5 separate regions of the Mus musculus genome follow, and regions 2, 3, 4 and 5 are each linked to region 1. A link is a contact called in public HiChIP or PLAC-seq data. All regions are on one chromosome and are shown on one strand. The core of a region is the stretch at or near the end of the contact, and the rest is flanking DNA. Distances in the headings are between cores, read along the strand shown.

Region 1 (5,291 bases), core at 1,565-4,064:
TCAGACTACAAAACCGTAGAAATGTGAGGTGGATTGAAATGTGTAAACTACTCCAGTAGAAAGAAAGAGGCTACTCTACAGTCTGGTCAAGAATGAAACAAACAAAAATAAAAAACCACCAGAGTTTAGATGGTATTTCAATCCCTCGTCCGGAGACCCTTTTTACCTGACTTTTAATGCATTCTCGCCCCCTTCCTCTATTTTTTTTTGGGGGGGGGTAGGACTTTGGGACTAGAGAGGGTCCTTATATTTTGGAATCAGCCCCCCAGCCTTCCCAGATGCGTACTCACCCCTGCCATCGGGACAGAGAAGGTAACTCTGAGGTGTTCTTAAAAGCACTCTTTAAACCCAAAATGTCCCCGCCCCCGAAACCACCCTTTCTTTGGGTTGGGGGTGGGGGCAGAAAGTTGCCATTTAAGGAAAAGGCTATACTCTCCAAGTTTCTCTGGAAGGAAAAAACGTTGGGCACATCATTTGGGTATCAGAACTTTTCTACTGGATGCCCCCGTGAGGTTTCCTCAGCTGCTGAGACAGAGTGGCCGCTAAGGTGTGGGCTGTGGGGATCTACGCCCATCCGATGCTCGCGCGCGGCCGGGCTCCCCGCTCCCTCGCGCCGGCACCCACGTGTCTCTATTTACTCTACTCGGGTTACCAGCGCCGTCGCCTTCAGCTGGCCCGGAGATCTGATAAAGCGCGTCCCTCCTCCCTAGCCGCCGCCCGGCTTCCGCCGAGGGCTCGCCTTTCTTCTGCAGAGATCCAGGGCCTGATCCCAACCCAGCCTAACCCCAAATAAACGCTTTTCTTTCCACTTTAAACGCCGGGGTTGCGGGCGGAAGGACTGCGGTATCGGTGCCGTTGGCTGGCTCGGATCGGCTCGCCCACGGCTCCCGGCAGCAGCCTCTCCTGCTGTGGGGACCCGGCCCCGCAACGCCCCCGCAGTTAGGGCGCGCGCCCCGGCTCCACGGCGGTTGGGACGGCCCCTTCTGCGAGGCCCACGCCCGCCTCTCCTTCCTCCCGCCTGGGGCTTCGCTCCTTGGAGCCCTCGGTGGTTTAACGCACTTCTGTGCACTGTACCGAGAGAGCTAGCGGATGCACTTTGTTTTCCACCCCATGATAGACTTCACAGTTGTGTTTAGACATCCCTGTTTTAATGCACCGCGTCCCTCAGAGCCACCGAAACGTCGGAGGACGAAACCGGTCCGGTATAGGCCAGCGTTTCCTGCCCATTTGCCACCGTTTAGCCATAGAAACACTTGGGATAAATTTCCCTGCCCGCTGCTCACACACGTGCGCACCATGGACTAGGGGCCGTTATTCCCCACCCAGCCCGCGAGGGACCAGGGCTCAATGGCCACCGTGGTCGCGCACCCTGCTTGCTTCCCCTCCGCTTCCCCGGGACCCGCCACGCCTCTCCGGACAGCTGCCCACTCACCTCATGCCCGTTGCTGGCTGGGATGATTTCGGACTCGTTAACCAAAGATGACTTGATGTCGGCTAAGTCGCCCTCCTCTTCGGGATGACTGATCTCGGCGAAGATCTTCTCCTTCTGGGGATCGCCTTCGTCCTTGAAGGGGATCATCTCATCGGTGGCGCAGAGTTCCGGGTCCCCCCCGCCGCCTCCTCCGGAAAGTTGGGGCATCCCGGCGGCTGTGTAATCTCCGCTCCGCTGCGGGAGCACTCCGAGACAGCAAGAAGGGAGGGTCGATGTGAGGTGGGGGAGTTGGAAGACTGAGTGCGGGAGGACTGTGAATGGAAGCCGGGTGGGCAAGCGAGGGGCCCACGGCTGGAGCAGCTGCAGGAGCCTCTGCGATTGCCGCGCTTTCCCACTTAGAAGGACGCCGGCGCCCGGCCCTGGGGCGAAGGGCACCAGACTGCGAGGGCGGCAGCCGCCGGCGCCTCTGAGAGCGTCTACGCCGCTCCGCGTGCACTAGGCTAGGCTGCCAGGGCTGGGTGGCCACCCCACGCCGCACTCGTTGCTGGGGTCTGTGCTTCGAGGACACCGGTTCCGGAGGGGACACGACTTGCCAAAGTGCAAACGAGGGTCCCGTGGTGCGTCACCGTGCAAAACCTCTCCACGGATTCCTCGGATGCTGATTTCGGTGATTTGGGGTTTTGTTTTGTTTTGTTTTTGAGAAGAGGAGAGCTGGGCCAAGAGGCTCCCTTTGCCCCAGCGGAGGTACGAGAAGAATCAGAAAATACCGAAAAGTCCACTTCCTTCAGAGTAAACAATAAAGAGCCACCGGGCTGCAGACGTCCGCGTTAGAGCTTCTTTCCTTCCCTTTCGCTTCGGTTTTCCTTCTGGAGGAGCATTTAATCTGCTGGAGGGGGAGGGGCGGAGGAGGAGGGGAGAAAAAGAGAAGTTTGCCAAGAATAAAGTTTGTGATGATGAGCGCTGGGAATCGGCGGTGGCTGGCACGGCGGAGTCTTGGGGAGTCACAGCAGGAGCTTCGGGCCCAAATGTTCCAGCCCGCAGCTCGGGCCGATACACACACTTACACACACACACACACACACACACACACACACACACTCGAGCCCGATCCCTCTTTGTTCCCGGCTCGAGTTTCTGCCTGGCTCGCCTCTCTCCCCGCCTCCCCTCGGTCAAAGCAAAGAGCTGCCGGTGGCCCCTCGGCTCCTCCGGGCAGACCGGCCGGGGAACACCCGGAGCGTAGCCGCTTGCAAGGCTCCGGGAATGTCCGAATGCCAGGGCCCACGAAAGCGCAGCCCGGTCCCTCCGGTGCGCGCTGCCCCGCAGGTGAGCGGTTGCGCCTTCCCACCGCTTCTCCTCGCCGCGCCTAGCCGGCGCTGCAAAGCTATTCACTTGCGTCGCTTCTCCTCCCCCGCCCCTCCCCCGCCTCCTGCTCTCCTTGGCTGCCTGCTGGAGGGGTGGGGAGGAGGGAGTCTGTTAGGAGGAGGAGGAGATCCAGGTTCTCTCCCCCCCCCCCCAGCCCTAGTTCATTTCCTAGCACCCAAAGGACGAGTCATACTTGGGGGGGGGGGGCGCCGTGGGGGTGCGTATGTGTTTGCGCCCGCCTGTTCATGCCTGGGGGGGGGGGGACGACACCATACAACCTGAAGATAGACTGGGTGCTGTGTGTAACCCAACCCCAAAGAACAGTGTGGCCCACGTGAAAATTGACGAGAAACTACGGGAATGGCTTAACTTCATCATCTGAGCATCTCTTCTTCTCTTGCCGACCCCACCCCACCCCGCCCCCGGCGCCTCACTTCTAGTCCTTTGCCAGTCTTTCTTCAACCTCCTTCCCGCCGCCCACTCTAGCCCCCTCACTCAGGCAAGGGGAGGAAGATGAAAGAGAAAGCCGCTGGCGCTGTGGTCGACACCACATTGATAGATGCTCTGACAGAGGGAATAAGGCGAGAATTAGGGACTAGGGGAAGGAAAAGGAGAAAATGTAACACATTGCTCACCTAACCAGAGAGAAGAGATTCAGCAAAGGCAAACAGAAGAGTTGTGACTCTACTAACCGTGAATCACACACACTTCGGAGACAAGGGCACACCACCCTAGCGAAAATAAAATCTCCAGGCTTACCAGGGGGGAAGGATCAGTAAGAAGGGTGTGGATGAAGACTGAGCCTTAAATATCGCTTCTACGCTATCACATTCATTGTGCCTTTATCACCGAATGAACGTGGGTTTTTGGAGATTCTCGACTCAGCGTGTAGAGACCTCGTAGAAAAAGGAAAATACATCCCAAAAGGAGGGAGAAGAACAACCTAGGAGAGGCAGGCAGCACTGGGCAGTTGCTGACATCCTGGAGACTCCGCTGAAAGGGACCTTTAAAGGATGGATGTAAATACGAATCAAACCTCAAAAATTCTCCGGTTCCCACTGTCTCCTTGGTGCATTTTGGACAGGACTTTTAAGGGCGACGCTTTGTGAAAGTCACTGTGTAAGTGGGGCTTAAGTTTGGAAACACATTGTCTTTTAGCTCTCAACCCCTCCCCTCAAGTCAAATATTCAGGCAAAATCATTAGACCAGTGAGGCAGCCATCTGTAGAACCTGGGAGCAGTAAACAGGAAGAATTGTATCTCCATCTTACTTAAATGGAAAATAAGACTCCAACGAATCGTGTGTTGGTTTCATTACATAAGAACGCTTAGGACAAGAGCTCTCTTTTAAAGGTGAAAGTGTGGGCTATTGGGCATTGTAGACTTTAACAGTTCTTTAAGTCAGCATTTAAAACTTTGCTTACTGATAACTACCAGTTTGGGAGCTGGCTAGGAGGTGGATATATATATATATATATATATATATATATATATATATATATGTTTGAAATATATGTATAGTTTGGTTTGCTGCATAGGACGTGGTTGGTCATATGTAATCTGATAGATTTAGGTACAACAAGGGGCTGGTGAAAGAAGTCAGAATAACAAAAACTTTTCTTTAAAAATTAAATAATTGTCAAGACTATACCTTACAAAAGCCAAAAATGGCATTTTTCCTTCAGGGTACCAGGGAGAATAAAAGGAAGGTTGGGAATAAATCCATTTTTAGAGTGAATCTATGCAGCCTCCAGTGTGATAGGGTGAAGAGCAAAGGGACATAGTTTCAGACGTTTACAGCTCCTGCTAACATAAATTTAACAAAGTCAGAATTCCTCCTCTGAGTGAGCCAATTTGACTGAGCACAAGAACCCTTGGAAGATGCAGCTTCATCAAAGAAGTCGGAGTAGACCGGTCCTTTTCATCAAACCCAGAAGGGGGGAGGGGGCAAGAAGAATAGCCAGAGGGTATTTTTTGAAAGCCAAGAGGAGATTAAATGACGAGTCTACATCTTCCCTGTTTAAGTGTTGCAACTAATTCGAATTCTCATTTTCTCCTTCGCGTTAATTATCTGTACTATGTGAGTCATACGAAGCTCAGCTCTAGGTGTCCCAGAGATTAGGAGCTCGAGATGGGAATTTTTGGAGCAATGACTAGTGAAAATGCTTTATTACAAGGGCTGGAATAAGTGGCTGCATTTGGTACCTTGCTGTAACCCTCTTTGGAAGCATTGGTTCTAACGAAATCTCCAAATGGCCTCGCTCTGCGTGAGTGGTCTCCGCAGTGTGCTGTCTTTAGCAATGTTGCAAACCTTAAACAGGGCTACCCTTAAAACCATGCGCCCACGTGTTTTAAAGATCTGTCCGTAAAGGAGGTTGACATTTCCCTGTGAAGTAGTCTCTCTTAGAATACAAGGAGTCACAGGAGGGGCGAAGTAACCCCAGGAAGTGGTGTCTCTGGACTTCGCCTTCCTGGCAAAAGCATTCCAGCCGCCGGGC
Region 2 (5,291 bases), core at 1,051-3,550, 220 kb after region 1:
CTTCTCCCTCTCCCCCTCCCCTTCCCCCTCTCCCCCCTCCCCTTTCCCCTCCCCCTTCCCTTCCCCCCTCCCCCTCCTCCTTCCCTTCTCCCTCCCCCTCCTCCTCCCCTCCCCCTCCCCTCCCCCTGTCCCCTCTCTCTGTATGCACATTTGTGTGTGTGTGCATACGCAAACTAGAGGACAAGGTCTAGTGTTTTGCTCAGTTGCTCTCCGAGTTGTATTTTTGGCAGACTTTCTAACAAAGCATGAAGTTCTGCAGTTTCTCTAGACTGATTGACCGCTTGGTGTGTCTCCCCAGTGATGGGTTACAGACACACAGTGCTGTGCCCAGCTTTCTCTGTGGACAATGAGGGGCTCAGTTCTCATGCTGGTGCAGCAAGCATTTTGTCCTTTGAGTTCTATCCCCAGACCTTGATGTGTTTTTAAATGCCTTGTCAATATCCAAGCCCATGTTTCCAAATGGGGAAATAATTAGTTCTTATGAACACAATAATTATTATTGCCTTATCACTTTGTTAGAGATTTCAAAGGTAAAGTCATTAATCTTTTTTAAAATGTGGATTTATTTAAATATTTTATAACTCTTCCCTTTCATTTATTTTATTCTTAGCATTTCATTTTATTTTGACTTACAGGAGAGAAATGTTTAAATTTCTATAAGCATAGCTATAAATACTTTGCTTTATTATTTTTGCCTTGTCATGCTTTATAAACTCCCTATACTCTCAAATTATGTAAATATATTCATCAAGTATTGCAGTATCTGTGAGCAAATGTATGTGTTCACACAGACAGAAGTTATTTTTAAAATCTTTTATTTCTACGTGTATGTGTGTATGTGTGTGTGTGTGTGTGTGTGTGTGTGTGTGTGTGCGCGCGCGCAGTGCCTTTAGAGACCAGAAGAGGGCATAAGACCCCAGGAAATTGGAGCTACAGGCAGTTGTGAGATGCATAAACGTGGGTGCTGGGGATTGAACCCAGGTCCTGGCAGGAGCAGAGTATTCTTACTGCTAAGCCATCACTTTAGCTCCTAATGCAGACGTTATTTGTGTATAAGGTTATAAACACTTGGTAATATTTTTCAAAGACCCAGAAATATCAGCTCTGGTATATTTTCTGATTTCCATTTATTTGTCTGTTTTATTGATCAATTACTTATTTACTTACTTTTTTACTTAGTCCTGAGTAGGTTGAAGCAAATTTCAAGTTATTTAACTACCTGTGGCCTTTCCAAGGCTTTCTTGGACTTGAATTCTATTATTAAAAAATTTCTGTAGAAATGGCATTTGTACCTCTCAGGCTGGGGCAATGGATCAGCAAGTAAGTACACACATGCTGCACACATGAGCACCTGAATGTGGAATTCCAGTAGCCGTGCAAAGGGCCAGGCACGGCTGCACAACTGTGACCCAAGCATTGGGGGATGAAGACACATGGGTCCTGAGAGCTCTGTGAAAGTAAGATGGAGAAGACACCAAACATCGCACTCTGGTCTCCACACGTGCATGGGTAGGTACACATGCACATTTGCACGCATGAACAACACACACATGCACACACACGCACACACACACACACACACACACATGCGCACCTCTCTTCAGGCTTTCTTTGGGCCCTCTTAGCCTCTTACTGTGGCATATCAATATGCCTTCAGGCGCCCTTTCAGTTTTGCACTTGTGGAGACCATGACTTGAGTCCTTAATTGGAATGATCCTTGTGGTCCCTCACCAGTCCTTACAGAGTGCTGCCCTGTCTCGAATGCCAGCTACCAACCTTGACTCCCACTTCCTTCCTCATGGATCTTGAGCAACTCACCTAATTCTCTCAAAATCTTGGTTTCCGAATCTGTAAAGTGGAACTAATAACAACCTTCCTTAGCTATTTCACAACATTATTGCAAGGATCAAATAAGATCAGGGCCATAAAAGTGCTTAGTAAGCTATAAATCAATACACAAACATAAGGTGTTATTATTTCCCTTTTATTTGGCATTGTAAAGGACAATGTGTGTGTGTGGTTGAAGCACTAAGAATCACGTCTTAGACCATAAACATCCCAGGTCATAAAGTGCAGCCCTTTCCATAGGTGAAGCCTCACAGTTGCTCTGTGCTATTTCTGCTCACACCCACTGTGACCCGCTCTGTCTTTGAGGGATTCACATTTTCTCTTGTGTAGTATTTCTTTACCACTTCTCTTTTCCCTCCCACTCTTTTCTTAGAAACCTGCTCAGCGACCTGGTTGAAGAGCATAGAGGCTGTGGTTAGCAGGCAGGACAGATAGAAGCCAGGAAACAAGGACTCATGAGAGGTCCACCTAGTCTGTGTGACCACACCTGAAACCGGATGCTAGAAGTGCAGAGAACAGATTATCCCGTCTGCAGAAAGCTGGCTAGAACAGAGAATGTCGCAAGTGAAACAAGCCACATTGGGGAGGACAGATCTGTTCTCTCCTCTATGGGGAATCGAGGGTGTTCTGTTTGCAGTTTCATTGATTTCTGTAGAGGATATCTATCTGTGCATTCACGAAAGTCAGAGATCAATTCGTATGAGTCAGCTTTCTCCTTCCCCGATGTGGGTCCCAGGGATCAAACGTAGGTAGTCAGGCTTGGAAGGCAACTTGTGCCTTTTCCCCAGTGAGCCATCTCTGAGCTTTAAGCTGTTGTTTTAAAGAACTGAAAGGACAGATTTAGGAGGAAAGAGACCTTTCCTACTAAGGAAGGGAAGGGACACAGCCAAAAGCAGTGGGGGAGGGCTTAAAACTAAAGTACATGGCACACACGCATATGAAAATATAATAATGGCCTCCTTCCCCTTTTTACCATAAATATACACCAATTTTAAAAACTTGGCTACTAGAGTCATGTGGAGGGACCATTCCAAGAGACAGACTGGTTCCAGCACACTTAAGTGAAGCTTGCTGCAGCCTTACCTGTGAGCGTAGGTAAACAGGCTGGAGAACGGGAATCTTCAGTCTCACTCTTCACTGAAGCCCAACTGTTTCATCTCTTCAAGTGAAAGAAGCTACACTAAATGTAAATGAACTGGAGTTTTGGTTCTGCCTCTGCAATAAACAACCCCTGACTGAAGGGTTTGGGCCCTGGCTTTTACTTTCCTCTTTTCTGCCTAAGGAAATTGAAGGAGGTAGACTTTGGGACTCCAACAGCCTTCCTCAGCATGGTTTATGGAAGAAGAAAAAAACATTTCCTAGCTCTGCAACTTTGAGCAAACTCTATAAGTTCTGTGAACCTTGCTCTTCTTCTCTAGAACGTGGGGCAAGAATCCATCTTATAAGACTGTCTGGAGATTTATTGATGAATGCCACGTAAGAGCTCTTGGGACTTAGGTGATGTCTCCATGGGTATAACATTAACCTTTCAAGTGTCATTTCGAATCCCACTTAAAGCTGGGCACAGTAACACACACCTGTATTGCAGTTCAGAGGGAGCTGGAGACAGGAGAGTCCACAAAAGCTAGCCTGGTGCATAAAACAGTGATCCACAGAGAGACAACTGTCTCCAACACGGTGGGAGGCACGGGCCAACATCTACATCTGCCCTCTGACCTCCACACATGCATGCACTCATGCACATGTGTGCACACACGCTTGCACACACACACACACACACACACACACACACACACACACACACAGCCCAGAGCAACTTCTCTGCCCGCCTTAGGTAGAATATTTATTTCCAGATTCTCATATAGTGAATTATCTAAGTATCTTCTTATGTTTATGTCTTAAATGTTGTCACTATTTCCTTCCTTCCTTCCTTCCTTCCTTCCTTCCTTCCTTCCTTCCTTCCTCCCTTCCTCCCTTCCTCCCTTCCTCCCTTCCTCCCTCCCTCCCCTTCTCCCTGCCACCCCCCCCTTTCTTTCTTTCTAACCCCAAACTGAGATTTAATTTCCATCCCCTTTGTTCTGCACTCTGGGACTGTGGCAACTGCAGCCCTGTTATCAGGAGTAACTGGATCTGTGGTTCTTATCTAGGGCCTGTTGACTAGATTAGGAGGTCAAAGTGTGCATCCCGTTGCCTCAGCCACACACACACTCTCTAAACCTCCTCTTGGTCAGTGCTCCCTTTGCATAGCACATTGGTCCTCCTTTTGCTCGTGCAGTGATTGTTGCACAGTTAGAGACCAGATGTGCCATCTCACAGAGGAAAGAGGGCCACATTTCAATAGGACTTCGTCAGCCCTCCAGCCACCATGTCACCATGTCACCTACTGAGTGAGCTCTCTCCTTTGTGCACAGGATGGAAATGTCCACGAAGAACTGAGAGATAAGATTCCTGGAAGCAGAAGTGAACAGGTTATAACAGAAGATGGCTTTGAAATACGGTTGTGTTGAGTCCTGGGTGAAGAACCCACATCAGGAGAATCCTGCAAAGCTGCCAGAAGCTGTCAGAAACAAGGAAGTGTCCAGGGAAGGGTTGAATGCCAGAGCTAGAGACACTGCAGTGTCCCAGAAGATAATGCACGTTTCCTTCTGGTCACGATAGCCTGAGATTCACAAAGGCCCTTCTCCCACCCAGTTCTGATTCACTGTATAAATATATCATTCACCCTTCTGTAGACACACTTCTCTACCTGAAAGTAAGGGGTTTGGGCTTTCTATTGAAGGGAATTTGAGGACATTCTCTTCCTTGACCTATAAAATCAAGGACTGGGAACACTGTCAAATCACTCTTTAAGTGAAGCCAGGAACCAGAGGCAACTCTGTATTGACAAAGGGTGAATCAATTGGACACACATCAGAGGAGTTCCACAGGGTGGGTGGCGATGTGCATGTGGTTGAGCCAATGGGGCTAAGAATGGAACGCACCCTACAGCGCTGAAGTTCAAGGCATTCACGTTTTTCTCTACAAGCCTCCTCAGTGCTTCCTGGGAAATGCTGGCAGGTATTTTTTTAACAGTGTCCCCCACAGTACAGTGTGGAGTCTGGTAGAACAGCTGCCACTGGAGCAAGGGGGCAGTTGATCCTCGGACTCTCTTCCATCACAGCACAAAACACTTTACTGGGAGCTCCTGTAAGCATTGCTTGTCTACCGGGTAAGAGTCCAGGTTAGAAAACAATACCAAAGAGAAAATCTCTAGGGCCAGAAGAGCTGTCTCTGCCCTAGAGGTAGAGTACAGCTGAGACTCCCTGCAATCAGGATGAAGGCAAGGCTGCCCCCTACTGCTCCCTTTGTTGAGTATACTGCCAGGCTGTGCAATAAGGCAAGAAAAAGAAATTAAGGCGAAGCAAGAAGATATGCTCTAACCCAAGGAGCTGAAGGGGTCTGTA
Region 3 (5,291 bases), core at 2,014-4,513, 190 kb after region 1:
ATTGTTTCTGTGCGATATATTTTGAGACAGGGTCTCTCACCGAGCGTGAAACTCTGTTTCTTCCAGACTGTTGGACAGCGATCCCCCTAGGACCTGCCTGTCTTTGTCCCACCGTGTTCGTGCTTTAAGAGTGAGCTGCATACCCAGCTTTTTAAGTGTGTGTTAGGGATGCAGACTTAGGTCCTGATCCTTGTGCAACGGGTACTTCATCCTCTGAGCCACATCACCAGCCCTGTTAAAGGCATTAAAAAAAAAATTACTACAACAGTTAAAAACTCTCCACCTTATTTCAAATACATGAGCTAAATGAATGCTACATTTTTGTGTTTGATTCCAAGGAATCATACAGAAGACATTTCAGAAATTGATAACAATGATTTCTGGTTCAGCTAAACAGGCAGTGGCTTGTTACCACGAACGGAAACTCTACTGTGCAAGCTGCAAATTCACTTCTAACGCTTTGTGATAGAAAGTGTAATAATGATGGAGAGATGGTTCGGTGGCTGCTGTTCTTTCCGAGGGCCTGGCTTGGATTTCCAGCACCCTTGTCACCAGCTCAAGGGGACCCAACATCCTCTATGGCCTCCTCAGATTCCCGAAGTCACATGAGTAGACATGTGCACACAGGCACAGGCATAGACACAGACAGACCGACAGACATTTAAAAAAGAGTTTAATAACAAAAATCTGCTGACTAGTGTTATATTTTATGTTGACTAAATTACTCATCTAGAAACGGTTGCTCTAAAATTACTGAAAATTGTGCTTGAAGAAATAAAGATAATTCTTTTCAATTTCACAACAACAACTACAATTTAGAAATTTCCTAGTCTTTGGAGATGAACTAGTGAGAACTTTGTTCCTCCTGCTTCTCTCAGGTCTGCCTATCTTCCGGGTAATTAGCTTTCTACTTGATTACCGTTTCTTCTTCTTCTTCTTCTTCTTCTTCTTCTTCTTCTTCTTCTTCTTCTTCTTCTTCTTCTTCTTCTTCTTCTTCTCTCTCCTTCTCCTTCTCCTTCTCCTTCTCCTCCTTCTCCTTCTCCTTCTCCTCCTCCTCCTCCTCCTCCTCCTCCTCTTCCCCCTCCCCCTCCCCCTCCCCTCCCCCTCTCCCTCCCCCTTCTCCTCCTTCTCCTTCTCTTCCTCCTCCTCCTTCTTCTCCCTTCTTCCTTCCCCTTCCTCCTCTGCCTCTTCCCCTTCTTCCTCTTCCTCTTAAAAAACTGTCCAGGTTACTTTGAAGCTCATATCTTTCCCTCCTCCCCACCAGCAAATTTCTGGGTTTCACACTATGGGACTAACTAAGGTCACATGTCTTCTCTAGGCTAATCAATTGGGAAGGGAAGTTGGGATTCCACTGATGGGTCTCCAGCAGAAGTTAGAGGATAAATAGATGAACTGATAAAAACAGCAGGCTGCTCCCATTGGAGGAGAGGTGAGCAGATGTGAGAAGGGACACAGTTCTGCTTCAAGCACTGTGACCTTCCAGGTGTTGGACTCTGACTTTACTTCAGTGAATAATCCAGTCTAACCAGATACCCAGACAAACGGAGGAACTTTCTTGGCACCATCTTTTTCTTACTGTGAGCTGTTATGAGGTCTTTAAATGTTGCTTTAGATTTCCAGTAGGAAGCAATCAGGTTCCCACCCTTGACAGAACATACTTAAATATTTTGGTAAAATGAAAATTGGCCAAACCTTGTGGTCTAAACCCATTCTTCTTCACCCAGGGGCTGTGTGAAGGTGGAGGTGAGGGTGAAGGTGCAGTGAATTCAGTGTCATGTGGCCAAATTCCCTGTGGTCTGGAAATGTTCCCTGTAACACACTGTGTCTGCCACGGTTGCCAGCTTGGTAGCTGCCTCATGTGACAGGAAGGTCCCTGAGGCTGGAAGAAGGCAGAGAGCTGAAGAGTAGGCCCAAGAATGGAATGCCTCCCATCCGCCTGGGGCTGTGGGCATGCTGGCTGGCTGGCTGCCAGACAGGTACACGTTTATACTCTGCTGAGGGCAGCTCTTCCCGATGATCCGTCAGTGCTGTCTGAGTAACACTCATGCGCTGCATTTTATAGTTTTCTAAATTATAGGATGCCACAGCGTAAACAGAGATCTTTGTCTTCTTTACAGCCAGGCAGAGACTGGTGGAGAGAAAGCACGTGAGATTCTGATGCTCGGGGTGGTAATGTCAAATCTTATTCACTTAGGCCCAATAAAATCCAGCTTCCTGTCTTATGTCGTCATTACGGATCCATAACAGCGTCACCAGCTAAGAGAGCCACATGCATTGTTTATCCCTGAGTTTGAGGTTCGAGGTGAGCTGGGGGAGACCTGGGAGAGGGTTGAGGATGGAGATAAAGTTATGTCTCGAGCACTGAGCTAAATTCAGTTCAGGAGAGATGATTAGATTCCAGGAAAACAGGTAATTCGGTCCAAAGTTCCTCTGCTACTAAAGGAAATAAGTGGCTCTCAGATGCCTCCAGCGGGAAGAGAGCTTGTCAAAGGAGGGAACGAGGTGCATTTCACTGTCAAGGGCCAGGTCTCAGAATCTCTTCCCAGTGGGATGGAACTACGGACACTCTCAACGGCAAAAATGGACACACACTGCCTTGTTAAAGGTGCTTTCCAAATTCTTTCCAATTAAATTAGTCTCCAAATTCTTTGTCGATAACCAAATGTGTTTGAATTTCTAAACATTCTGATGGGTGGAATTTGGATAAAGAGGAAACAAGAGCCATGAGCTACTCAATGGAGATGGGGTTTTTGTTCTTGTTTGTTTTTTGCTTGTTTTTTGTTTGTTTGTTTGTTTGTTTTTGTTTAAGAGAGCTTTTAAAAGTCACAGCTTAGAACAAGAGCCTGTTAGCACCACCCCCACTTAAAGCAGACCAAAGTCTTCAGTGGCGTCAAAGATTGCACTTAGAATATGAAATGGGAATTTTGTTTAGGGGTTTTCAAGTGTTTTTTTTTTTAAATAAGTGCATTTAGCAAGTATTACTTTCAAGGCAATTGCTTCAGTTAGGTTAACAGATCTACCACAGAGAATCCGAGCGGGTTCTCTGAAAAGCCAGGACTCTGTGGCATTTGCAGCATGGTTGTGTGGCTCTACCACGCTGCTCTCTGCCTGCCTCTAAGAGTTTGGGATATGTGTCCCCCAGCACTCGGGGGCTTGGAGGCTGAGGATGCCCTTGTGAGGGCTCAGCCAGCTTGGCACACTCTCAGTCCTGGGAAGTCCACGCTGTTGTGCAAAGAGCAGGTGGGCGAGAAGGCACAGCACTTCAGGGCAGACTGTACAGCTGCGAGAGGCGGAATTCCCCTCCAAAGGATCGGCGCTGCTTTGAAAATGATTCATCATTAAACTAGAAGGATTTCTGCAGCAGTAGATGAACCTGGGGGCTTGATTGGTTTCAAATTAACTCTTTGTAGTCATTTTTCATTCATCCTTCAAGAGACGGTCTCTGCTTTTTCCACAGACGGGACGCAAATACTCCTTGACATCTTTTCAAGACGGGCAAAGCTCTGGAGCGCTTCTGAACCGCATCTGCTTTCCATTCCGGCCCGCATCTTTGCTGCTAGGAGGCCCGGCAGGGAGGGGCTCCTGCCTCAATCCAGGGGCTGGTTTGCGTCAAGTTCACCATGTAGAAAAAGAGAGATTTGCTTTTCCCTAGAAGGAGAATCTGTGCTTCTGAAGCTACAGGGGAAAGACAGAGGCACGCTCCTGTCTGCTTCTTCTGCGTCCCTTTCTCTCAGGATCTTTCATCCCGTGGTCTTCTCCCTGCCCAGGAGTTAAGAATGGCTTCGCTTTTGCTAATGCCGCTAGTTTAAAGCCTTTTCTCTCCCGGTGGGGGATATCTGCTAGCACTGTTTCTTCTGAGGGAGACTCATGTGTCAGTCCAAAGTGCCTTTCATTCAGGAATCTCATAAACAACTAAATGCATAGCATGCTAGTCTGTGGAAACCTTTCTGGCGACTTAAGTGACGTTTCCTAATCCTCTTCTGCAGCGAGCCAGGCCACAGCACTATGGCCCACTCACGGGCTGCTGCTCCTTAAGCACTTTGATCTCGGGCATGATTACAGTTCATTTCATCATCAAGGATGGTCTGAATTCATGAGCTCTCCCTTTCCTAGTAACAGCCACGGACCATCCGTCCTCAGAAGCAATCCCAGCTCCAGGGAAACTGGATGGAACCAAATGCAAAAGAATAATGGGCTAGCTTCAAACACAAGTGAAAAATGGCTTTTTTTTTTTTAATTAGCCAAATGAGCCTTTGAATGAAGTGCTTCGTAAAACAGAAAAGACTCATTTTCAGGGCACTGTTAAATCCACCAATTGCCACTCAGAGATTAGTAGGTGTGATTATTTTGTTTTCTCTCCTGGAGAGCAAGCCTGAGGTAGAGAACATACCTGCTACATCCAAAGCCAGCGCACAGTTGAGCCTGTAACTCCTGAGTCTATAGATCCGGAAACCCACCATATTTTTCTATTCATATTGGACACACACTGCCTTGTTAAAGGTGCTTTCTTTTTTTGGAGTAGAGTGGGCTACTTTTCAAGACACCCTCCCCCTTTTTATTTACTGCTATTATTTTTTTAAAAAGATGTTGTTTTACTATTTCAAAGTGTGTGTTCATGTGAGTGTGCTTGTGCGTGCGTGTGTGCATGTGTGCGTAGTCTTGTGAATGCAGATGCCCAGAGGTATCAGATCCAGGTAGAGCTAGAGTTTAGGACAGTTGTGAGCCACCCAAAGTAGGTGCTGTGAATTAAACTTGGGTCCTCTGGGAGACCAGCAAGTGTAGCCCGTCTTAAAATTGCCTTTAAGAAAACATGGAATTGAATTTGGATTCAGTCAATGTCCTTATCACTTCCAAGGCTGGCAAGTGAAGAGCGATACAGATGATTAGAAGGCAATAGGAACCAGCACAAAGCCAAGACAGGAAGACAGGACAGGGTAAGGCGGCCAAGTCCCTGCCTCAGCTGTTAGCAGCCTTGCCTGTAATTAGATTTCACTTGGGCTTAAACTGGGGAAAGCACAAAGGAGACACCATGAAAGCATTAGCTCCCACTGAGGAAAAGCCCATTCCGTGCGACAGCAAGTTCTGCGCACCGAAGACTTAGCTCCATAAGCCTGCAGACAGCTTTCATGTTGCACCAACACTGGGAGGAAAGAAGAAAGAGCAGGTGGGGTCCTGCAAGGCCTGCCTGCCTGCAATTGCTCATCTCTCCCCCATGCCAACCTCAGCCCCTCTTCACCACACCCGGGCTGCAGATCTCTACCCTCTCTCACATTTAATGTACACGGCACACG
Region 4 (5,291 bases), core at 771-3,270, 160 kb before region 1:
CCACCCCCACTCTGTATAAGGTGCTGCCCACTCAGGGAGGACATCTTCTCCCCTCAGTTAACCTTTCTTGGAAATACCTCCATGGAGTCTTCCAGAGGTGGCTCTCTTAGTCGGCTACAGATTCATTCCATTTGACAATCAATATTCACCATCACACCCTTCAACCGTCTGCAGATACAAGGAACTATCCTTGAGCTAAAAGTGGGTCGACATCAGAAAATGAACCTGATGGCACCTTGACTTGGGTTTGCCTTGCTCCCAGGAGACATTTGGGGGTTTTGTTGTAGCAGCACAAGTGGATCAAGACCCATTTATCATTCTTTCCCAAGGAAAAGCAGAGATCTGAAAACGTACATTACCTTGGGTGTGAGGTACACATGAAATATTACAACAGAGATATCATTTGAGAATATATCATAGGGCTGGAGAGATGGCTCTGTGGTTAAGAGCGCTGACTGCTCTTTCAGAGGACCTGGGCTTGATTCTCAGCACCCACATGATGGCTCACAACCATCTCTAACTCCAAGCTCAGGAAACTGATGCCCTTCTCTGGCCTCCTCGGACGTACATCCATACAGTGCACAGATAATACACTGGTGAGAAGAAAGAAACAAGAAAGGATGAAGAAAGAAAAGAAGGAAGGAAGGAAGGAAGGAAGGAAGGAAGGAAGGAAGGAAGGGAGGGAGGGAGGGAGGGAGGGAGGGAGGGAGGGAGGAAGAAAGAAAGAGAGAAAGAGAGAAAGGGAGGAAGAAAGAAAGAAAGAGAAAATTATAGTATCACAGCACCAAACTTGGATTATACTTCATCTTTCCAAATGACAACTAAGAGTTGCAACCCTCTCATCAAGCCTCCTGGAAATGTGCTGTCCTCTCTCAGTGGCAACTCAGCCATAGGGGCCTCTCCTCTCTGTCTTGCATCTTTCCTCAGACTGCTGTACACATTCCTTCCTTCCTTCATAAACGTGTTCATTCTTCAAGCTGTTGGGTTTCTGTGGGTAGCCTTCTACCTCCGTTCCTAGTATCTTTTATTTTATTTTATTTTTGTGACTTGGCTGGAATGTAGCACTCAGTAGGCTTTGCTTATTTTGAAGAATTAAATATAAAAATAAGATTCAAAGGGTCAATGCAAAACATAGCCCCTGCTTCAAAGGGAGTGCAGGAGAGTCTCTTCCCAGCCACATGCAAGAGCCCGAGGCAGGGAACAGGCATGGAAACAATTCTGAAGGACAAGGTTCACTGCTGACAGAGTTACATAAACTTTTTATAGCTACAGAGCAAGAAGGTCATAAAGCCATCGGCTTACAGAACATTGCTGAAGACCCTGGGCAGGCAGGTTACAGTGGAACAAGTAATTCTTTTCCTAGGGTTTTATGCCGGTGTTTGTTTGTTTGTTTTTGTTGTTGTTGTTATTGTTGTTGTTGTTTTAACTGTTTTAGTTTGGGACGGATGGGAGCAAGTGGTCTGCTAGGCAACACATTGCTTAAGTTCGATGTAACCTAAGTTAGATACAGAGGTGGGTAACTAGAAACAGCCCGAGAGAACTTGGACTCGAGCTCTAACATTCAGACAGGAAGTTAGTTTTATTCTGCAGAATGTGAGACACAGATGAGACTTTTGCAGGGAGCTTCATTGCACACAGGATTAACTATCATTTCTTCCAGTGGGGTGAAAGGCGGATGGCTTTCCTCTGGACGGTGAGTTTGGGGGCACCAGATGAACGCTTAGAAGTAAAACCAGCAGTAATTCTGTTATCACTAGCACAGTACTAGGCAGAAAGTTGGCCAATAGCCAGGCTTTCCCTTCCTGTGTTCTCTATCCGGGGTTACCGTCCTCATTCTAAACACAATTCTCACGATCACAACTCCAGCCCACCAGATTGTGAAGGCAACTACAGGTTGTCTCTTGGTGGGTCCCTGCTTTGCCGGAGTCCATGCTGGCCTGAGTCCTGGCACCGCCCTCTGGGGGGGGGGGCGGGGTGGACCTGCAGCTTGTGCAGGAGGCGGGTGGGTGGGGCGTGTTCGAGGCCCCGCCCCCAACGTCGCCGACCCCGCCCACGACGCTCCGGGACCTCTCGCGCTGTCCCCACTGCTCCTCCTCGGCTGCTGCACTGAGCTATGGCGTTCGTGACCAGGCAATTCTTGCGCTCCATGTCCTCCTCTTCCTCTGCGTCGGCGGCCGCCAAGAAGATCCTGATCAAGCATGTGACCGTCATCGGCGGCGGGCTGATGGGCGCCGGCATCGCGCAGGTGAGCGGGCCTCGCGCCCCGGGTGTGGTGGAAATAGTTTGATGAAGTCCGAGAAGGTGCAGCATGCTTCAGTGTCCCAGAACTACAGCCTTCGGCCCGATCCTTACGTGCATGCTTCTCAACTAACTGCCGGGCCGGGGAAGGCTCGGTGGAGCGCGCTGGTGCACGCGTGCACACTGGAGCTGAACTGTGCACAGTTGTGCGTGCAAAGTTGCAGAGTGTTTGCTCACTGCCTGGATCTGACAGGAATCCGCTCGCCAAGACCTGGGCTGCGGTTTCTTTTAGTTTTCCTGATAAGTTTTTTCTTTGTTCTTTCTTTCTTTTTTTCTTTACAGTTCTTTGGGTGTTGGTCTGGGCACTTTTCTTTCCAAGTGTCCTGCCTCTCCCACAAGTTTCCTTCGTTGGCCTTCACTTTTGTAACAGTTTGGAAAGTCACCTAGTGGGAGTTTGTGGAGTTGCTGGGACTCCGCCCAGGCCTGGGCCAGGAAACTTTGACCTTTGACCCAGTGCCCGGTGCTGAAATCTGCGTGCTTGTCCAGCTCTGAACCTCAAGAGAGTGGGCGACAGAGATAAGCATAGTTTATGCTCTGAGACGTCTCTAATCTCTGATCGGCTTCTGTGGGACTTTGCCTGGTGCCAGCTGAGGCACAGTTCAAAATCAACTGTGCAGTTTGGCTACTGCGATGTCTGTAGTACCATTTTCTCTTAAGAGTTAACTTCCTACACACAGTAGAGAGCTCTGATCTTTTTCCATGAACTTGCTATTATATTCGTATCTTTTGAGGCCTTTGCAGTTTGAGTGTTGTGGCAGTGAAGGGCTTACCTAATTTTAATTAGGGAGGGTATTCGCAGGTCAGTGTCTTTTCCCAACCAAATGCACACTTGCATGCTTGCTATTTATTAGCCTTGACTGCACTTCCTTCCAAAGTCCATTAAATTAAACAACAAAAACCATACATGGCTATGCTGGAGAAAATATAGCTAGTCTGCTGTATCCCTCTGCACCACAAAAACTCAAGGCTGTGAGGAATGAGATTGGTTGTCCAGGTCCAAGAAAAACAATGTATCCCTTAAACAATGTTTAAGCAACATCTTATTAACAAGATAATAGGGTTCTCCTCCCCTCCCCCCAAACTGCTTTGGATTCGAAACTAATTAGAAAGCATCTAGCAGCTTTTGCACAAATGCAGGATGCTGTGTCTTGTGGATGCTGTGTCTATCCAAAGAAAGTGTGTTGAAGCACGGGAAGCACTTAGAATTAACTGGGTAAGGTGCTCGAACTTTGACCTGAGACGAGTGGATTAAAGTGATTGACAAGGATGGGCATCAGGGATTTGTGGATTAAATACTCGAGCAGCTGGATCAGGGAGTTCCTATGGAAATGTAAGCGGGGAGAGGAAAAGCTATGCAACTCCTAGCAGAACTTTTTGAATAAAAGTGTAACAAACACCCACCATCTAAATAGTGGGCATTCATAAGGAACAGCCATTCCTCTGGGTCACTTTAGGTGACCATTCTGATCCTGCAGGGGAAACTGCTTTCCTGATTAATAGCTCTACTATGTTCCAGTGGTTTAGATGGTCCATTTCTTATACTTGGCCTTGCAGCAAACAGTTCTAGTTAGTGCTGTCTCCTTCCTTCCTTCCTTCCTTCCTTCCTTCCTTCCTTCTTTCTTTCCTTTCTTTCCTTCCTTTCTTCTTTCCTTCCTCCCTCTTCCTTCCTTTCTTCCTTCCTTTCTTTCTTTCTTTTCTTTCTTTCTTTCTTTCTTTCTTTCTTTCTTTCTTTCTTTCTTTCTTCCTTCCTTTCTTAAAATTGGAACTCAGTTATAGTTGCAGACAGTTGTGAGCTGCCATGTGAGAACTGGGACTTGAACCCAGATCTTCTGGAAGAGGAGCCAATGCTCTTAACTGCTGAGTTATCTCTCCACCCATCATGCCGTCTCCTTTTTGAAAAAAAAATCCATAATGGACAGTTTTTGGTTCAGGGTAGTAAATCTTTTTTTTGCCTCTGGTACCAGGGATGAGTGATGAATTCATGTGCTGAGCGCAGGCAGTTGGGCGATCTGCATGTTGGTGAAACAGTAAAGCAGTTGCTTGGTCTCTGCAGTTTCTCTAGAGCAGAGGGTCTGTAGGAATATGGAAAAGCAATAAAGGAATTAACTGACACACACATAGCATATAGCTCCAAGAAGCCAGAAGTGTCATTGTGATCATTGGCACCATTGCTGCCATCTGTCCTCTTGTCCTTTTAGCCTCAGGCCCCTTTTGTTCCTGATCTCCATGTTGAGGCAGGAGCCTTGGGTTTAGGTAGGAAATATCTTGCTTAACCCTGACACAGATCCCAGCTGACAGACAGTGCAGTTTGCTCACGAGCTGCTGAGAAGGACAGCACCTTTTATTTAATTATTCCACCCAAGTGAAGCCATAAAAGTACAAACTCGAAGTAGCATCAGGGTTACCCTGCATCACACATTCAGCTGCCATTTCTTCTGAACTCTATGAAATGGTCTAAGTCAGTGGAGAGTCTGTTTGTAGTTTTAACTAATCGGCGTGTTCCATTTTGTGCTGAGTGGGATGGAAAGGGGTGTAAATACATTTTGTACGCACCCAATGCATTTTATCAAATAGTTAAGTAATTTTAGACAAATGAGGTCCAGGGTTAGTTACATTTAGCCAGAGTATAGGCCATTAGTGATTGTGTACCTTCTAAGAGTGTCTACATTGCCTGCCCTTTTTTGTTTGTTTTAAATTAAAAAAAAAACAAAAACCCAAACCAAACCTCTTAGCCTGCAGGTTAATGTTTAAGAGCAATGACTTGTTTTATGTGTTTGCCTGTGGCTCTCACTGCTGATTTCTCTTGAGGCAAAATGGCTTGTATCATTAAATGAACTTTGAGTGGAGACAGATCGCTTTTTGCTTTGTAGAGAGAGAAAGAGGAAGCTGCAAGCTGTGTGCTTCTCAGGTTGATAGAAGAGTTCTAAGCACGGCTTAGCCCACTGTCTTTGTAAGAATTGTCCAGAGCGCTCATACACTTCATTACATGACTT
Region 5 (5,291 bases), core at 984-3,483, 150 kb after region 1:
GAGTCCATCAGTCCACTTAATGGCTCCTTTCCTTGACTCTCTGCTGATTTGACTAAGGAACTGGTCATGCTGTGTCCTCAGGGTGACAACAGGGACTAGAGTCCGGTACGATTTCATGGTTAAAAATCCTGGTGGCATTATTTTGTACCCTTTGTGTTTTACACCATACCTGGTGGCTCTAAATGTAGGTTTTAGAAACCAGAAACACATAACTAAAGAGCCTGGATGAATCGAGAAGACAAAAGCGCCATTTCCTGGCAGCACCAATTCCCCAACATGACGTACTTCTGAACAAACACACCTACAGTGTCGTTGGTGCTAGAGTGAATCTTTATCCCTCCTTTCTTATTTTCTTTTCCTTTTTCCTTTCCTTTCCTTTTCTTTCTTTCTTTTCTTTTTCTTTTTTTCCCCTTTTATGGTGCCTGCTAGGGTTATTTCCCATCTTTGAAAGCCAGAGCCCTAATGAGCTCCAGGGGGACAGAAGTCTGTCAATCATAGACCACTTTTCAAGTAGTTCGTCTCTGCCCCACCAGAGAACCACAAGGCATGAAATAATTAGAAAGCCCAAAGTAACTGCTCTGTTTTACAAGAGCAAAATCCGCTCGTGGATCATTTACATAAACGTGTCACTTCCCATTACAGTTCTAATGTCGGCTGGGTGATAATCGCAGGCTCGCTGGGGGAGGGGAGGGCAAGGTAAACTGTAGCTGCCCCCCCCCATTGGAAATCCGAGGTGCGCATGTGCTGCGCCTTTCCCCGCCCCCCACTTTCCTGGACTACTGAATTAATGCAAAGTATCTTTTCTTCTCCATTAAAGAAAGAAAGAAAGAAAAAACCTATTCGTGCTGCTATGGCAGCAGACCCTGTGCTTAAGAGAAGAAAGGGGGAAAGCTGCATCAAGCTATTGTTAATGGAGAACTCACTTTGAGAAGCATTTCAAAGCGGAGGCGACTGGGGAAAGAATCATGTTAAATATTTGCTATGAAATATTTATAAGAGCACAAAAGCAATTGACAAAGTTGCCTGCGGGGGGGGGGGGGATCAGCGTTCCTCCTCATTTCGACTTCTTACAGTGGGGGTTTTAAATGCTCTAGGGAGCACTTAAATCAGTGCAAATACTTGGGTGATGGGTGCTCGCGAGTGAGTGAGTGTACACACACACACACACACACACACACACACACACACACGGTTGAATGAGTTGATGGGATTTTAGGCCCATCTGCATCTGAATGCTGTTTCCCAAATACAGCAGCAATAAGAGGTCGCTGAAGACTTGTCTTGATAATTGCATTTGAAGGAGCTTGGCACTGATGCCAACAGAGCAAGACACCCCTGGACTGACCCAGGTGCCCGGGGGAGGGTGAAGCTGGCAGCCATTTTGTGGGCAGCGCTAGCCTCATGCCTACCTTTAGGATAGGGGCGGTCCTTTTATTGTACCTGCACAATAGTGGCCACACTCAATGTACGCAGAGAAAAAAAAAAAGATGACTGTTGCTTTGAGTAAGAATAAATGTTATTAGAGTATAGCATTTCTGTCCATATGGCTTTTGGAATATATATCTCTAAACCCCAGCAACCCTGTGATTTCAATATCTGTGGAACTCTTCTCTCTACTGGGAGGGGAGACATGAAAATACAGTTTTAATGAAATGTCTCCCACAAACTCATCACAAATTTACCTCGGTTTTTGCTACGTAAGCCTCGTGTTTCTTTTCTGAACCATCTCTTACTATTTTGACACTAACACTCAGTGGTGTGATTAAAGCATCAGAGAACCTAACAGGTAGCCTATAACCTACGACTGACTGATGCTTATTTTAGCCTAGAAAGTCTACTGAAACATCTGTTGTAGGCCGGTTTTATTCATCCACAAACACCTAAGATTCGGGCTAAAAGAGCAAGCGTGCTGAACAACCACGGATGGTCACTTCCGTAGTGTTTGACGTTGCCTGGGGGCCAAGACTGCCCATTGGTGAGGCAGGAGAGGGAAGCCCTGTTGGCGAGGCGGGAGTCTGAACCCCCCAGCCAGGCTGTTCTTATCTAAGAGATCGCCAAGTGGGAATGCATTGTGGGCGGATTTAAATCAGCGCTTTTTCTCCATCCCCCCTCCCTCTCACACAACAAAAGTCTAAATCCCTTTTCAGGCCAGATTGCCCCATTTCCCTGCATGGGCCAGGCAGATTGGAAAGATGTTTGTCATTCAGCTTTTCTCCCGGCTAATCAGAAGACACTGGGGCGGTGGGATTTCTGCCTTTCATCCACGGAGCCTGCCTCTACAAACAGCAGCGGCGCAGAGGCCTCTGGGCCTGCTGGATAGCTGGGCTGCCTGTCATCTCTGAAGACAGATATAAAAATATTGTTAACCACGAGCCTAAGCAGAGGGTTTAACAGGGATTTGAATCTAAAATGCGATACTCCATATAGACCAACTCGATGTGGTCCAGCAGAGCCGAACCCCGCATTCTGTTCTAACAAAGTGTGCCACATAATGGAAGAGATTTTGATGGGATTTTCAACATCTCTTTTTTTGGGCCTGCTGCTGAATAGATCTAAAAGTGTGAATGAACGCCAGCACTTGATGGGCTGTCTGGGTGAGAGGCCTCAGCTGACCTGACTCCAGAGTCAAGGTCCCATTGACAGGAAAGTTCACCAGGGTGTTATCCTGAGCACGCAGTGCTCAGGGCTGGGCCGGGGGTGGGAGGGTGGGGTGGTGGGGGTGGGGGTGAGAGGGGCACTGATGCTTCTCTGGGGAGACACAGCCAGGGTTAGAGAGCTGCTGTGTAGTGATTCCACGCATCCTGTAATGGGAATATCAGTGACCCTTTGAACTTAAAAATTCTGAAAATTACTCATCTACAAAATGGGGCTTAAAATAAGATTGTCCCCTTGGAAGTACTTAAGTTTTCAGTGTAGCCTGTAGTAAGTGCTTGGTATACACACTGTAGTCTGATATATGTGCATCATAAGAGTACCTGGAAGTTTGTCTCCGCCTTATGCTGGCTTAGGAAGGGAAAAATAATGGCCAGCATCCCCTGGAGTGTATATAAATGAAGCAACAACATCTAGGCTTACTTACCGATAAAGGGTCCATTTGGGAGCCAGACATGGTCACATCGATACTCAGTTACTCAAGAAGCTGAGGCAGGAGCATTGTGAGTTCAAGGCATGCCTGGGGCAACAGAGTAAGATCGACACCCTACTGAGGAAGTCAGTGATAATAAAATTTCTAAAAAGGATGGGGCCATAGCTCAAAGGTATGAAACTTACCTGGCATACTTCCAGCGCCACACTTAAAAATAAACAAACAAACGAATAAATAAATACAATTTTTAAAAGTTTCATACTTCAGACATAAGCCAAGTCCAGAAACCAATACAAATCTCACAAATGCTCTGAGAAGCTGTGAGCTATTATCTTTTGCCAGGCTTATTTCAATATTCTCCTAACAAACAGACCATTAGAGACCTCCTTTTGAGCTACTGGATCCCAGCCAACTTCTCCTTACATCCCAGTGATGCTTAGAGAGATGACCACTACTCTAAACTTGGTCTTTCGTTAGACACATGCATACTTTTGAAAATCATATACTGCTGGGACAAAGTCTATCTATATCTGTATGCAAAAGAACTGGGCTCTATAATTCTTGGCTTTTATATAAATGGTATACTGAACACACATGTCTACCACTAACAGGGTCTATTCATAGTCATACATCTTTGTAGCAAAATACATAAATTATAACTGCAACATACATGTCCATTGCATGAATTTATTCTTCAGTTTTCTTCTTGGTAGGCTTTTAGACTATTTCCAACATTTCATACTTTAAAAAATACTAAATTAAATACACATTTGTATGTGTGCTCTGTCTCTATATAGTGTTTGTCTATGGCATATATATGTATATATACATATAACATACACAATCAGTAGGTCTTTAGGGATGTCCATCTATCTTTATTAGAAATTGTCAGATTGATTTGCTATGAGGGAATTCTGTCTTGGCCAAGGGAATGTTTGTAGACAAGAGAGTCTACAAAAAGACTGTTCCCTGACCCAACTTGTTTGTGTCTCTGGGACTTAGGGGTTATTGCTGCTGTTTAAGTATTAACTGCTATTGATTGTGGAGTGCTTTTTCTCCTCACATTAATTACTCTTTATACACCTTCTGGGATCTTCATACACCCGGTTATAGGTGACAGAATATGCCTGGAGAACATGAGTCACCCAATCTGAGCCACAAGGTGAAGAAACCAACGGATTCCCATAGTCCTTAAGCTCTGCTCTCCAGAGCCTCACTCGCTAAAAGGGAAGTTCAGAAAGACCAAATAGCCAATAGGAAAGTGGCTCATTAAACAATGTCAGGTCCTTAGTTAACCCTCTTTGTACAACAGGGCTCATGTACAGAAGGCTGGCGGAAGAGAGAAGAGGACGGCACACCCAAAATCTCCATCACTACTTCTTAGGCACAACCAGAGTGGAGCTGATAATTGCACTGCGTAAGGTGCATTTTACACTTTCCAAACGGTGAGTGATGTTTGAAGCTAGATTAATAAAGTACCGGCCCAGAAGTGACTTTCATAGATATGCTAGCCAGAAAGCAAACAATTATATTCGAGTCCTATATAAAGTTGATTAGAGTCAGAGTGAAATTAATGCTAAAGAGGAGCTGTAGATCAGTTGTTTTGTGGTATTTTTGAAGAGGAGTTGTATCTCCCTTTGTATATATGAATATGTGCATCTACTACAGATGTACAGTCCTGAAGCCATACCAAATTGCTATTTTAAACCAAGAACGTTCTCACTTTGTGTCCTTTTGTTATTTTGCATAACTGCAAATGGACCGAACTAGGAAATGAGTGTAGAGTTGATTCAACAGCTGCCCGATGGCCAAACTTGAAGGGCAATTGTTGGGATTAAATACAGGCTTTCGATGGATGCTTAGATTTCTAACCACTTGACCCGGCATCTTCTAGAATCTGGATGTTTTCTGGGTCAGAGGGGAGACTCTGAGCCCCCAGGCTCAGAGCTCTGAGATAGCTTGCTTCTACTGCAGAAAGGAGGCAGCGTGAGGGTGATAATATGAAGCTGTCCCGTATTATTTCCACCCCTCTCAGGTTTTCTCAGCCAGACCTTGACTAGGAAGGAAGCGTCTCGTTTCTTTCCTTTCCCCATCTCAAAAACATTGCCCAGCTTAGACAAGTTTCTTAGGAAAACAAAACAAAACAGAGTTTGGACACATGCTGTGAGCACAAAGTTGTGTTTAACCTCTATTTTGGGCTCCTAAG

Evidence for each region. HiChIP or PLAC-seq counts read pairs in DNA pulled down with a chosen protein or histone mark.
Region 2: a contact with region 1 is called in an H3K4me3 HiChIP or PLAC-seq map of the 230-238 cell line, with 46 read pairs. The contact joins the enhancer-like site here to the promoter of Lef1 in region 1. A contact is called at or near these places in 17 of 39 promoter capture datasets (the 3T3-L1 cell line, 3T3-L1-derived adipocytes, the C10 cell line and 11 more), 3 of 15 datasets of contacts at CTCF or cohesin (CD8 T cells, large pre-B cells and pro-B cells), 54 of 484 Hi-C or Micro-C datasets (B cells, the C10 cell line, the C2C12 cell line and 24 more), 37 of 115 datasets of contacts at active chromatin or transcription factors (the 230-238 cell line, CD4 single positive thymocytes, CD8 T cells and 26 more) and 3 of 9 other capture datasets (adipose tissue, embryonic stem cells and liver).
Region 3: an H3K4me3 HiChIP or PLAC-seq map of craniofacial prominence shows a contact between it and region 1, with 2.7 times the contacts expected there. The contact joins the enhancer-like site here to the promoter of Lef1 in region 1. A contact is called at or near these places in 4 of 39 promoter capture datasets (liver, maxillary cranial neural crest and pre-B cells), 3 of 484 Hi-C or Micro-C datasets (CD8 T cells, DN3 thymocytes and the N1E-115 cell line), 18 of 115 datasets of contacts at active chromatin or transcription factors (the 230-238 cell line, the SCID.adh cell line, craniofacial prominence and 13 more) and 3 of 9 other capture datasets (adipose tissue, liver and pancreatic islet).
Region 4: an H3K4me3 HiChIP or PLAC-seq map of embryonic stem cells shows a contact between it and region 1, with 19 read pairs. The contact joins the promoter of Hadh here to the promoter of Lef1 in region 1. A contact is called at or near these places in 1 of 39 promoter capture datasets (pre-B cells), 3 of 484 Hi-C or Micro-C datasets (embryonic stem cells and regulatory T cells), 4 of 115 datasets of contacts at active chromatin or transcription factors (the SCID.adh cell line, embryonic stem cells, pancreatic cancer cells and 1 more) and 3 of 9 other capture datasets (adipose tissue, liver and pancreatic islet).
Region 5: a contact with region 1 is called in an H3K4me3 HiChIP or PLAC-seq map of embryonic forebrain, with 3 times the contacts expected there. The contact joins the enhancer-like site here to the promoter of Lef1 in region 1. A contact is called at or near these places in 3 of 39 promoter capture datasets (the 3T3-L1 cell line, 3T3-L1-derived adipocytes and liver), 6 of 484 Hi-C or Micro-C datasets (the C2C12 cell line, CD4 T cells, double positive thymocytes and 2 more), 13 of 115 datasets of contacts at active chromatin or transcription factors (CD4 single positive thymocytes, DN3 thymocytes, the SCID.adh cell line and 9 more) and 2 of 9 other capture datasets (adipose tissue and liver).

What each region holds. Positions count from the first base shown.
Region 1 is chr3:131,107,820-131,113,110 of GRCm38.p6, reverse strand. It overlaps Lef1 (lymphoid enhancer binding factor 1), which reads right to left and starts at 2,814. Exons shown (of 12, transcript NM_010703.4): 1 at 1,433-2,814. The coding sequence starts at 1,639. Gm36603 (a long non-coding RNA gene) reads left to right here and starts at 5,133. Exons shown (of 3, transcript XR_376077.3): 1 at 5,133-5,291.
Region 2 is chr3:130,891,395-130,896,685 of GRCm38.p6, reverse strand. No RefSeq gene overlaps it. Among named protein-coding and RNA genes, the nearest start is that of Gm36520, 42 kb to the right of the region's middle. Within about 2 kb of position 2,300, at least 11 of the 459 cell types and tissues checked have an H3K27ac peak or open chromatin away from gene starts, as enhancers often do. A contact at or near this core is called in the 230-238 cell line, CD8 T cells, the MNK3 cell line and 3 more, where this site is marked.
Region 3 is chr3:130,921,748-130,927,038 of GRCm38.p6, reverse strand. No RefSeq gene overlaps it. Among named protein-coding and RNA genes, the nearest start is that of Gm36520, 73 kb to the right of the region's middle. Within about 2 kb of position 3,263, at least 27 of the 459 cell types and tissues checked have an H3K27ac peak or open chromatin away from gene starts, as enhancers often do. A contact at or near this core is called in the N1E-115 cell line, the SCID.adh cell line, craniofacial prominence and 2 more, where this site is marked.
Region 4 is chr3:131,268,830-131,274,120 of GRCm38.p6, reverse strand. Hadh (hydroxyacyl-Coenzyme A dehydrogenase) reads left to right here and starts at 2,020. Exons shown (of 8, transcript NM_008212.4): 1 at 2,020-2,245. The coding sequence starts at 2,114.
Region 5 is chr3:130,959,258-130,964,548 of GRCm38.p6, reverse strand. No RefSeq gene overlaps it. Among named protein-coding and RNA genes, the nearest start is that of Gm36520, 110 kb to the right of the region's middle. Within about 2 kb of position 2,233, at least 29 of the 459 cell types and tissues checked have an H3K27ac peak or open chromatin away from gene starts, as enhancers often do. A contact at or near this core is called in embryonic forebrain, where this site is marked.